2 separate regions of the Danio rerio genome follow, and region 1 is linked to region 2. The links are chromatin contacts, called in public Micro-C maps. All regions are on one chromosome and are shown on one strand. The core of a region is the stretch at or near the end of the contact, and the rest is flanking DNA. Distances in the headings are between cores, read along the strand shown.

Region 1 (3,426 bases), core at 825-3,324, 150 kb before region 2:
TTCAGGGTTCATACAACTAAAATTTCATGACTTTTCCACGATTTTCTCAAGACTTTAAAGTAAATTTTCATGACCTAAGGTTTCATGCAATGTATCATATGTGTGGTAAAAGAAAAACAATGCATGTTTAAATTTATTACACAACATCGTAAAACATGCAGCAATCTATTTAGTTTGAATTTACATTTATGAACATGTAAAATTGATTTAGATAATGCTTACACCGCACTAATAATGTGAGTATGTGATTGGCCAAGGACAGAATAGAAGTCAAGACAAATAACCTATATTCAAGATTACAGATATTTGTTTTCCATGACTTTTTCAAAACTTTGTGGGTTTTTCTGTTTTTCCAAAACTTCTCCAGGCCTGGAAAATGCCATGTCAAAATTCCATGACTTCTCCAGGTTTTTCAAAGATCGAATAAACCCTGTGAATTGTATTGGAATCTGTGTTCTGGAAACTAATGAAGACAGCAGAAGTCAATGATTCATTTGATTTAGCCCGACATGTTTACTGCTCCAAAATATTATAAATGTTTTCTCATATAAAATATTTTATGTTCAAAGTGGAAAAAGTAGTTTTTTACCCAGACATTTAAAAAGAATATATTTTATAGCAGTAATCACAATACCGTCAAACTTATCATACCGTCAGAATCTTATATCAGCCCATGCCTACTCTGATCTAATAATCATGTAAAAATAACATGCACATTTTCATCTGGTGTAACACACAACTACCTGTTTGTGAAGTTACACTGTGAGGCTCGTTCACCCACATATATGACAGATTTGTAAAAATAGAGATGACTGAAAATAATAATAATAATAATAATAATAATAATAATAATGCAACCACCTACTTGATGATGTCAAAGCAAATCAACCACTCTGCTGACGTCACAGTCTTTACAATGGCAGCTGAAGGGGGAAATTAAACATTTATGAAAGAGAACAGACCATGAAGATGGAATTAAGTCAAAATCATAAGAATGCACAGACATTTAATTACTTTTTCATAATACACGAAATTGTAAGTCTCGTGTGCTCGCAATAGAAATAACGCCCATTTCACATGCATTGATGTTGTAGCGCCTCAAACACTCCAAACGACCGTTTAAAACAAGTTTTTAAAACCACTCCAGTTACATTTTGCACCATTGGATATCCAAATAAAACGATCAGAGGAGGCAGATAAACGTGTTTAATAAACAGTACTGTTTAGTAGGTACGTTTTGATGGCTTATTTGAAGTATGAGACAAGTAAAGAATCACAAAGTTAAAACTTCTTCATCTATTTTCTTTCTAAACATCACTGTGGTTGTGTTGTGTAGTCCAGCGCAGGAAAACTAAGTTAAATTAAGTGAAATATTGATGAATCCTGCGAGGATATTGCTATCGCCGCGTCTCTCCGCCGGGAATGATCGCGGGACCGCTGGACTCCGCGCGCGGACACTCGGCGAGCGCCAGATCAACGGTTGCGGACTCAAATACTCACGTTAATCACCACAAAACTGCATTTTCGGTCAATTAAAACGGAAGCGTCCTAGTTTTGTCGCGTCGCCCGCTCGCTGCAAGTTATTCAGTTAGCCTTGCGCTAGCTAATTAGCAGATGCAGCAAGACACAATGCAACTGACTACACAATTAACCCCAAAACAAGTGGACAAAACAGTTCACGGAAGTCTTATGAACTTATTTTTGTTTTAAAGTGGGAATTATAACTATATTCGTCGTTAGCATCGTTGCTCTACTTGCTGTAAAATACGCACTGAGAAAGGCGCTTTGACTGTGGTTGCTAACTGAGCTACCAAACATTAAACACACTCACACATACACATAGTATGAGAGGTACACAGTAATAATAACACATAGCAGTCTCTTAGCGCACACAATCGAGACTCCGATGTGAGTAATGTGTCAAATATGACCCAGAAACGGAGTAACGCGCCCCACTCACCCGACAAAAAGGCGTCTCTGGAGGTTGATGTGCGGGTCAGTGTGGTCACGGTAGGTGAATCAACTCTTCTCCGCTATCACTCGCCATGAAATCTGCACAGAAAAGGAAGTCGAGGCCGCACAGACAACGTGCTGTGAAAGAGCGAATATTCAGAGTGCAAACATGAGCTCCGCGCGGACGAGCGCCTCCCGCAGGCCGCTCTGCGGTACCTCAAGCGGGAAATTGAGACTGAGCTCGCTCGGTTTAAATTCAACATACATCCGATTAATTTGGATGTACTTGACAAACACAGCGAACAGATGAGTAAGATGTGTCGCACTCTACACTTGACACGTGGTCATTTAGTAGCTATTCAGCTTTTATCTTGAGCTGTGGTTGTGAAATTCGTTATGCTGGCAAACTGCCTGTATGTAAGTCTGTGTGCTTAAATTTGGTCATCAATTATTCAGTGACAAGTATTTATTTTTACCCTCTAAAAGTACAATTTAAAAATGCTTTTAATTGTAGTATTCCTCATTAATATTCTATGGGATGAGTTATGCAGGACCTAAAGAAAACTGTGTTGAATAATGTCCTCTTGTTTTGTTTGCTCAAGTGGCAAACTTATAAAACCTAGCCATGTCTTGAACTATTCAGATAAAATAAACTATTTAAAAAAATTTAACCATTTTTTAAAATTGGATGTTTATGTAAAATATGCTTATTCTTTATGTCATAGATAATATCTCTTTAGCAAAAACATCACTGCAGTCAGTTCAGACCAACCAAAACTTAAACTTGGTGACATCAAGTCATAAAAATATCAAAATATTTATAAGGGACAGGGGCTGTTTTTTGTGTCTGTCACTGAATTTTTCTTATATTGAGGTTTGAAAATTGTATAGACTCAGACCTCATTTAGGTACATGATTGATCGCCATTGTGATAGATTTATTTGATTTTATTGGACAAATAAAAATAAAATGCTTAGAATTTTTTATTTCCCATTCATTACGTATGAGTTCCCATTTTTGGGAATGATTAAGGATTTTTTCTGCTGCTTAACATTGTTGATTTGAGTTTGTGTTCAGATGGTAAAGTTAGAAAAACTGAACTGCTCAGGTTAAGGAAACTATTAAAAAACAATTAAAATAAAATGATTTTTCCAAAAATGTCCTTAGTTGGTGGTTCATTCCTCTGTGGCGACCCCTGAAATTAAGAGACTAGGTTGAAGGAAAATGAATGAATTAATTAATATGCTTATGGACTCTTGAGGGTTAAAATGCCACTGATCTCCATTATGTCGCTCAAAAAGGCTGGTCGTCCATGAAAGACAAACATGCATGAAAGGACAGAACAATGCAGAAAATCTTATCAATTCAAGGCTGTAGCTGGAATTGATTATCAGTTCAGCACTGAACAGTGTAAAGATGTGTCTCATTCAGTGTCTCGACACTTAAAACAAGTGGATCGAATGTTTACTCTGC
Region 2 (3,415 bases), core at 452-2,951:
TTGATTGGGCCAGTAGAAAATTCTTAGCACTGTATAACCCTTTTACAGCTTGAAAAGAAATTAAGATATGGATTTTTTTTTATATCCTATAAAATACATCTCCCACATGTAAAACAGTGATGGTCAATGGGGTAACATTATACAAATGTAATAAATTAAGATCTAAAGGTCTAATTGTTTTTAAAATTTAATATACAGCCACTACTATCAATAAAGCTTCATTTTATGTCATATTACATCTACATTTCAACAGGGCAAATTAATTTTAAAGGAAATCAATCCTGGGTTTAGGAATCAATAGAAAACACTAGAATGCAAGTATGAGGCAAGAAAAACTATCGGGCAGTTTGTGGAGGTTAAAAACTATGAGAAACATCTAATTTAAAACTATACCATTAGGAATAATGGCAATAACTACAATAGCAATGGTAATTTGTGTCAACAAAAGTTTCAATATTATCCAACTATAATAATATTGCTAAAGGGTCAAAATTAGAAGATTCTGCCCTGGTAAGTCTTGACAATATTAAATTATATAAAGCAATGTTGTACAGATTGTTGTAATAGACTATAATACAGAAACTAAAATAACAAAATATAAAACAAACTGGTTAAAGACAATTACACAAATTTAACATCATTTACTAAATAACTACAGTTTATTAGTAATAATAAACAATTATATGTAGTATAGTATGTAGTAAAAAATATCCTTAAATTCAGCATCAAGTGGGTTCTCGCGCTTCAATGCACTCGTTATCAGCAAGGAGTCTGCGAATTCACTAACGTTACGAAACAGTTTAGAAACTTAATGTGATGAACATGTAAACACTCAAACTGGGGCTTTAATTTGTTACCACAGACTGTCGTGCCTTTAAAGTGAAAGTGTAAGTTACCTTAAACTGAACTTGTGGCTCGTTCTCCGCCATCGCTGTACTGTGAGTGTGTGTTGGTCTTTGTGCTGCAGTCACTCTGCGGGAGAGATGGCGGGACGGTTAGTCACATCACACAAAGGCCGCACCAATTCCAAATAAAGGCCACGGGACCACAAGATTACTCAAATAAACCTTTTCGAGCCAATATTAAAAACAAAACCGCTTTTAGAACTTAAAACAAACAAATGTAATGCTCATTGAACAACACGCAGATCTAAATAAGGGGATGCGCGCGAACACACGAGGCCGCTGCCGCTGAAGCCTAAACTTCACAATACAGCGGCCGCCCGAAGGCCTCAAACAGGCCGTCAACATGAAAATCAACAAATAGCGAATTTAGTAGTTTTTAGAAATCCAGAAATTAGTTTAGTTGACAGAACTTAAAACGAAGTAAGTGTTGTTTCCGCGGCTCCAAGATCGCGCGCTACCAACAACTCGGGATGGCGCTACGACAGAGATGAGCCATGATGAAACACTCAAAACTGCACATCTGCGGCCAATAAAACGATCAGACTGACTTACTAGCGCCTGGGCACTGCAGAAAAGCTTTCAGATGTGTTTAGTCGGCGCTGAAAATAAAACGTGTTAGTGAAAAGAGTGTGTGATGAGATGAACGCAGTCGTTCCGCACTCACCGGTGTTGAAGTGATCGAGGAAGAGAGCAAATGGCTGCGCCCGCGCGGGATTCAGCATGGCTCACATAAACGCTTCCGCCCCACCACGTGACCTGCTGCTGCCGCGGGACAACAGCGTCATTTAGTGGCAGAAGAGCGAACCTTTTACAGCATATCACTCAATTTTCTTCGGCTTTAGTTCTTACTTTATCATGAGTGAAGAGCGAATAGATTAAAGGCATAAGTCACCCAAAATGAAAGTTCTGTAGACATTTATTCACTCTTTACTTGTTTCAAAACTAACTAGTTTTCTTTTTTAAATAAAAACCGACATTTTTAAGAAAGCTGGAAATCTGTAACCTTTGAAAGAGATGTGTGCACAATTTCCAAGACAAAATCCTGCCCCAACCAGGCAATGAATCTTCTGCCCGCTGAATAAAACGAGAGATAAAGGTAAGGAGCAGGTTGCCCTCTCAAGTGTCACCTTTGAGGACAGAAACACTGAAGGTAAATACATACAATTGTTACATTATGAAATTCAATTTGCACGTACGTACTAAAATAGTAATACAGCATGTTTTGGTCGATGTGCCCCTCTTTAGATCAAGATTCTTTAATAGATTGTTCTCTGAGTCATGAACTTCAGAAAATTGAGCAGAACGTCCAGCTCCAATTCCATTTCCAGCAAGACATCCAGCTCCAGCAGCCCGTCCAGCTTCAATTCCAGCAGCCTGCCCTTGATGATCAGCAGGTTCAACATCTGGCTCAAGACTTCAACGGTATATTGACCTTTATATGTATTTTGTCAACAATGTTCATGCTATGTTCCAACATCATAATATGTGTTAGCTATCTACCGGTACTTAATGTTTTATAGAAGCCTTTTTTCCTAAATCGAGTTGTGGAGACATGTGAAATAACCCTAAGGAAAGTTGTTCCTAATACATATGGAAATATTCCTTTTTATATGTTCACTAATGATAACTCCAATTACTTTACTTTTTGTAGGTGACATTTTGGGCTGCTATAAAATTGTACAAAAGCTTGGTAAGGGAGGACACGGCACAGTCTTCAAAGCGATTTGCTTGATGGACGGTCTTGAGGAACTACATTTTTACTCACTACATCTTAGCTAAATGTTTCTCTCACTGCCTGTTCAGGTCCTTTTATTGTGTCACGTTACATTGAAAACGTTTAATAAATGTGACTAATTCACCAACATTACAATTGTTGTGTTTTGTTAATCAGGTGGCATTGAAGGTTGTTTTGAAGAGGAACAATATGGATTATCTCAGCATTGTAGTTCTCTTGATTTTTAGTTCAAGATATGTTAATTATAGCCAAAAAAAGAATTTTCAAACATCACTGACAACAAATTTCTATCTTCTACAGCCTGGTCATCCTACTCCCCTTTCATTAGAAGTTGCACTAACAATACTTGCTAACGAAGGATTCCTCAGATCATCCAGATGCTGGAGTGGCAGGAGCTGCCAGACTCTTACATCATGGTTTTGGAGCACCCCTTACCCTGCAAAGACCTTTTTGACTTCCTGGAGCACTATGAAGGAACCCTCAGTGAAGACGTGGCACGGTACATCATGTGGCAGGTAGTGCAGGCTGCCCACATGTGCTGTCAAAGAGGAATCCTCCATCGCGACATTAAATTAGACAACCTGCTAATCAACAAGGACACCTATGAAGTCAAGCTTATTGACTTTGGGTGCGGTGACATCCTAAAAACATCAGCCTGATTCTGTGGTATATTGTCCTTCAAGTCTGTAGTTAAGGACCTAAATTCTAACAAGCAGCTACACCATATTTTGAAAAGCATAAGCTTTCTTACTGTAACTAATAAAGAATATCTTTT

The links. A called contact is a pair of places that touch in the nucleus more often than the background predicts.
Region 1: a contact with region 2 is called in a Micro-C map of caudal fin, with 3 times the contacts expected there. The contact joins the promoter of ctbp1l here to the promoter of ran in region 2. A contact is called at or near these places in 2 of 18 Hi-C or Micro-C datasets (caudal fin and hematopoietic stem cells) and 2 of 4 datasets of contacts at active chromatin or transcription factors (caudal fin and embryo).

The regions. Positions count from the first base shown.
Region 1 is chr14:26,131,950-26,135,375 of GRCz12tu, reverse strand. It overlaps ctbp1l (C-terminal binding protein 1-like), which reads right to left and starts at 2,074. Exons shown (of 11, transcript NM_131714.3): 1 at 1,961-2,074; 2 at 866-923.
Region 2 is chr14:25,978,740-25,982,154 of GRCz12tu, reverse strand. ran (RAN, member RAS oncogene family) reads right to left here and starts at 1,701. Exons shown (of 7, transcript NM_131309.3): 1 at 1,570-1,701; 2 at 897-972. The coding sequence starts at 929. LOC103908747 (a long non-coding RNA gene) reads left to right here and starts at 959. Exons shown (of 5, transcript XR_012389727.1): 1 at 959-2,055; 2 at 2,151-2,327; 3 at 2,557-2,847; 4 at 2,941-3,306.